Regions from separate parts of the Mus musculus genome. Here region 1 is linked to region 2. Evidence: chromatin contacts called from public promoter capture Hi-C data. All regions are on one chromosome and are shown on one strand. The core of a region is the stretch at or near the end of the contact, and the rest is flanking DNA. Distances in the headings are between cores, read along the strand shown.

Region 1 (2,992 bases), core at 331-2,830, about 24 Mb before region 2:
CACAGGCAGGAAATTGATGGCCTTCACCTGGTCGCGAGTCAAGCCACGGTACCTGATGCCACCTTCCCAGGGCGGATGTATAATCTGGCAACCTGAGAGGGAATGGGGAGGCACAGGGGAACCGTGGGAGCGGGAAGGCAGCGCGCAGTGGAAGGGGGAAGAGCAGGGCGTGGTCAATGGTGGGGTTGGGGCAGGGGGACAGAAAAGGAGGGGCACACGGGACACACGACTGGAAGCTGGGAGTGGGAACAGTTAAGAACCCCAAGCTGCAGAACCCAGCGTCGTGGGTTAGGGCTAAAGCTGGTGCGAGAGTCCACCGGTTAAGAAGTATAATGGAGACAAATATCTAAGAAGAAATCCTAAGGGCTATAATGTTCGGTGGTTTAAATGAGGGACAGGGCCGAAGGAGAATACCGGTGAGGACCACACAAACCCACTGAACAAGGACCACACAAACCCATCAAAGCAACAAGGTGGACTACGGAAGGGGGGCGCTGTAGTAACGTGGGGCCCGGAAAGGGAGGTGGGGCTGAGATAATTCGGGGTCACAGAAAAACGGTGTAGTGTAGCAACGTGAGGTAGAGGAAATGGGTGCTGGTGGTGATGCGGAGTGACAGAAAGGAGGTCAGGAGTTGTGAAGTGGCTGCGGACCAGGATGCCAGGGATGGGGGCGGGGGGAGGTCCTGCCGCAAGAGTGATGAGGAAAGGAGACGTGCAAGGAAACGAGCTGTGGGGTGGAAGAGGTCCAGGGCGCCGGAGATGGGTGCACCTTCCGAGGTGACGTTGGGGGTCTGAGCCCCGCCAGCGCCCAGGGGGCGGAGGAAGAGAGGCACCAGCAGCAGCAGCAGCATCTGAGGAAAAGGCAACAGTGAGGGCACGGAGGAGCCCGCCGGCCGCGGCCTGGGCCAGCCGACGGACAGGTCTCGCTCCGCGCACCTCACGGGCTCCAACCGCGCGGTTCGGGACGCGAAGGGCGCCCCGCGGAGGAGGCGGGGGCGGAGCCGCACGGGCTGGGGGGGAGAGGAGGAGAGAGCGCCTGTCCCCACCCTCCTCCGGCCTCCCTCGGCCCCCCACCCTCCCGGGACTCCACCTCCTCTCAGCAGCCCCTGTGGCTAGCGCTAGCCCAGCTTACCCACGCTCAGGGGTCCCGCTACCCCATCACTCGCCTCTCGCACCCGAACCCCACGCACCCCCCGGCCCTACCCTACGTCCACCGGCCTCCTTGCCAAGCCCCGGTCGTGGGGCCCCGGTCTTACCTCGGCGGCCGGTCCCGCTCCGCGGCTCTCCCCGGGCCTCAAGGGCCCAGGCCCGGCCGCGGCTCCCCGTTCTCCCTCCCGGTCCTCCAGCTTCCCCTCCCCCTGTTCTTCTTCCACAGGAATCCAGGCTCCAGCCCGGCCGGGGTCTCTCCCCTTCGCGATCGCTACCCGCAAACCCCACCCCCGTCTCTCCTTCCCCGGGGCGACGGCGGCCGCGAGAGCACGGTGCCGGGAGGGAAGGAGGCGGCGCCGGGGACCGGGGAAGCTCTCGGGCGGAGGGAGGAAGGAGGGTGCAGGGGAAGACGGGGCGGGGGGAAGGGAGGGGGAGATCGGAGAGGGCGCCTCCCACAACCCGAGCCCCAGGAGCCGCCCCGGATCCCGGCCCCTCCCTAGACCGCCCACGGCGCGGGAGGGCGTAGAGGTAGGATGGAGGGGAACATAGGCGACCACGCATGCAGGCGGGGGACTAAGAGCTGCCGAGAGACCCGCAGACTAGACTGATGGAGACAGGAGGGGGGGCTGTAGGGGGTTATAGGACCCAAGCCTAAAGCAGAGGAGCTGGCACAAAGACAAGGAGCCTGGATGAAGGTGAAGAAAGGATGTGTTTGTACAAAAGGAAGACAGATCTGGACCTGGCGTAAGGAGGGAAGACGTCATATGCCTGGGGAACAGACCTTGAAGGGGAAGGGAGAATCAAGGGTCAAAAGGGCAGCCGATGGTGGAGGGAGCACTAGGAGAAAAATAGGATAGAAGAGCTAGAACTGGGAGCCCCGGGTGGCTCGTTAGTCCAGCAGTAGGCTACTTGCCAGCTTATGGCGGGGAGCAAGAGATCAGGGGCATCAGAAGAGATACTGAGGTAGATGGAGAAAGGAGAGGGCATAAAGAAAGAAAACCTCTACGTGAGCATGAGCCTGTATTATCAACACTCGGACCAGACCTGCCATTCTTGACTAAGGGTAAACTGGAGGCCCTGACAGAGAAGTCTGACAGCCAAAGCTCCTGCATTGCGATTGTCTGTCCATAACTTGATGGACAGAAAGATGAAAAAGGGAGTGTGGCGGGGGCTGGGGGAGGCACTCCTTTGCTGGCTAGTTCTTCCAGAGAGGTGGGTGGAAAGCAGGTATTATGAGACCCAGGAGAACCAAGGCTCTCAACCTTCAACCCTATGTTAGAACAAGTATTTGTAATGACTCCTAAACCACGAACTAATAATCATAGATTACATCACTTCCCTATGCACGTGACTAAAAAGAACAAAATATTTCCCCATCTATAAGAAGGAGCATAGCAATTTGCTACAACATAAACAGTATTTTAGAGTGAGTGCCGTTTCCCTCGAAGCAGGCAAATGCTTACACCTCTCCTTAGAGTCACAGAAATGAAACTTCTACCAACACACTGATACAGGTGCATAGCCAGTGACTCAACTACCTCCGGCATGTTGCCATCAATGTAGTGACTTCAGGAAATGTTGAGCAACTCTTGGTAGCAAAGTCAAGCTTCCCTAAACTCACACAGAACTGTAATTGCATTCCTAGAAAGTTCGCTGCATATTCAGACCATTAAAAAAAAAAAAAAGACTATTAAGTTCTAGGCTCAGATAATTAAACACAAGTTTTTACCTACATGAATGTCCTGGGGGACTTCTGAAAATCTGGATAAAGAGAGAACTCTTATCTGGCAGGAGGACAGCTTTTACACAGGTTCTACCCATATGTACACCCCCTCTCACAGTT
Region 2 (2,858 bases), core at 314-2,813:
TAGTTTCTGGATACCACAGTGGAAGGAGAGAACCAATGCCCTAGGTTATCCTCTAACCTCCACTGGCTCCGTGTGTCAGCACGAATCCATTCACACACACACACACACACACACACACACACACACACACAGAGGTTTTTTAATACTATAGCATTCCCATATACATCATCTAGGGGTGCAAACACAGAACTCTGCACTATGGATTTTGTTGGCTGAGCGCTTAAAAATATAGGTAAATAAATAAGCTTGCCTACTGTTCCATTCAGTGACAGATACTCAGTTTCTCACAAAATAGCTATTTTTCTTGTGAACTTTGACCCCAAAAGTACCAAGTCTAGCCTGTTCTGCAGCTAAGTGCTCGTTCCTGTCTTTTCCTCCCCCCCCCCCCAAGGGTAAAGAGTGTGAAACAGGATGTCCAGAGATATCCAAGGGGTCAGGGAGTCCCAGCCCTAGACTGAACTAATCCTATTGTTGTCCACAACGGTGACAATAATCACAACTCGGACTGCAGTCTTCTGATGCCACTTCAGACCCTCTCCTGCACCTGCTGCCAGGCCACCAATATCGCTTGCTCTCAGCAAAACCCCAGCCACTTCTAGCCCCAACCACCCTCTCACCCAAGGGCACCTGGCTGACCCAGCTCGGGCACTCTCAACCCTCCTGCAAATGGCTGCCAAGGCTACCTGAAAAATAAGCAAAACAAACTCTCCTGAAGCCACGTTATATAACAACCGCATATTTTAAATATTCATATGCAAAACAAAAACTAAATATTCATTACGCAAAAAGGAGCAGCGTCCGAGAGCTGTCTTTAAAGGACCACCACCAATGCTAGCTAGCAACACGGGTGACAAAAAAGGACACAACAGTAAGGTCCGTCAAGTACTTTCGTGAGGTCCTGTGTTTTCCGGGATAGGAAAGGACGTTTATGCGAACCAACGGAGGTATTCCCCGGCATCGAAACAGACCTCCGTCCGGCCACCGGGATCCTCGTGTGCAGGGGCCCCGCACCTACCCTTGGCCAGAGCCTCGTGGTACTTCTCCTCGGTGGCGTTGAGATTGTTCACGTAGGCCGCGTGGTGCTTGCTGTGGTGCAGCTGCATGATCTGCGCGTTAATGTGTGGCTCCAGCGCGCCATAGTCGTAAGGCAGGTCTGGGAGGCTGTGCTTGTGCCGGGAGCCCGCGGCACCGGCCACAGGGCCCAGCCTCCTGCCCGTGCTGAGAGGAACAGAGAGGACGGCGGGTCACGCCACTGACACGGCGAGCCAGCCACGCCCGCCGCCCCGAGACCCACCCGTAGGGGACGCCGAGGCCCCGGGGCCCTGCCGCTCACCTGCACGCCGCCCGACACAACATTATTGAGGTTTACACGACCGCTGCTCTCCTCAGAACACGGCCGTTCGCTCGCAGGCGCGCGTCTGCTAGGCAGCGTCCGCCCGGCGTCCGCAAGGACACAGCGAAGCGGTGACCCTGCCCGCAGCGCCCATCAGCGGAGGGGAGGACGGCGACACGGACGGCCCGGCGCATAACGGAGCGGCATCCTGGGAAGGCAACGTCTCCCCTGTGCCAAATTGGTAGAGGCCGCGTGCTTGCTACAGCCACGCCCCCACCATCGGCCTTGGCCCCGCCCCGCCTCGGGGAACCCCGTCCGCCCCGCGGTGTGGCTCCGCCCCTCCTCGGGCCGCCCTGTCCAGCTCTGGCTGTGAGCTGCAAAGCTTCCACTCTATTTCTACTCCTGCTTCTGGGAAACCCTGGAGACTTTCCTCCGGAAAGCCAAGGCTCTGCTGCTGGTCAGAATTATGGAGTAATCAGGGCCCCTCTGACCCAGTTAATTTATGCCCGGAGTGACCTTCCCTGGGGCCTAACCTGACATTAAATCACGTCGCAGGTTTGCGTGTGTTCATCTTTGTTGCCCCTGAGACTGGGGTTGCGGACTCCGGGTGCAGCTTGCCAGTTAACTAGTAAGAGTCCGGATTAGAAGGCGAGGTTCATCTTTCTTGATTAAACTCTGCAACATTCAGTGACTTCAAAAACCAACCCACTCGACCAAATGTAAAAGGACATTGTTTCCCTTTGTGGACTTATTAGTCTAAGAAGCAGTGGCTATCAAATGTTTCCATAACAATTATACAGCTTTCCTCTTCTACTTAATGGGTTTATGTCTTCCCTGATTAGAAAACACTAAGAAAGCAGAAGGCAGTTGGCTGAGTAGTTCCCGGTGGTTTTTTCCCACCCCCTTTGCAGGCCTCCTAAGGATGACAGGGCTTAGGGTAAGGGGAATTGCAAGAGGATGCTTTCCGGTAGGGAGAAACCTGTCCACAGGCGTCAGACCGGAGCTGTATGGATGACCTGTGTCTTAGTTAGGGTTTTACTGCTGTGAACAGACACCATGACCAAGGCAAGTCTTATAAAAAACAACAGTTACTTGTGGCTGGCTTACAGGTTCAGAGGTTCAGTCCATTATCATTAAGGTGGGAGCATGGCAGTATCCAGGCAGGCATGGCACAGGCAGAGCTGAGAGTTCTATGTCCTCATCCAAAGGCAGCTAGTGGAAGACTAACTTCCAGGCAACTAGGGTGAGGATCTTATGCCCACACCCACAGTGACACACCCATTCCAACCAGGTCACACCTATTCCAACAAGGCCACACCTCCAGATGGTGCCATTCCCTGGCCCAAGAATATACAAACCATCATGCTCCACTCCCTGGCCCCCCATAGACTTGTTCAAAAACATGAGTCTATGGGGGGCCATACTTAAACATAGCATAATGCAAAATGCTATGGTGGTGTGGTGGCACATGCCTTTGATCCCAGCACTCCGGAGACAGAGGCAGGCGGATTTCTGAGTTCAAGGC

Evidence for each region. Promoter capture Hi-C pulls out the DNA fragments that hold promoters and counts their contacts.
Region 1: a promoter capture Hi-C map of pre-B cells shows a contact between it and region 2. The contact joins the promoter of Gabbr1 here to the promoter of Sod2 in region 2. A contact is called at or near these places in 4 of 39 promoter capture datasets (cranial neural crest, maxillary cranial neural crest, pre-B cells and 1 more).

The regions. Positions count from the first base shown.
Region 1 is chr17:37,044,554-37,047,545 of GRCm38.p6, reverse strand. It overlaps Gabbr1 (gamma-aminobutyric acid (GABA) B receptor, 1), which reads right to left and starts at 1,580. Exons shown (of 23, transcript NM_019439.3): 1 at 1,257-1,580; 2 at 770-851; 3 at 1-92. The coding sequence starts at 851.
Region 2 is chr17:13,006,544-13,009,401 of GRCm38.p6, reverse strand. It overlaps Sod2 (superoxide dismutase 2, mitochondrial), which reads right to left and starts at 1,563. Exons shown (of 5, transcript NM_013671.3): 1 at 1,334-1,563; 2 at 1,016-1,218. The coding sequence starts at 1,356.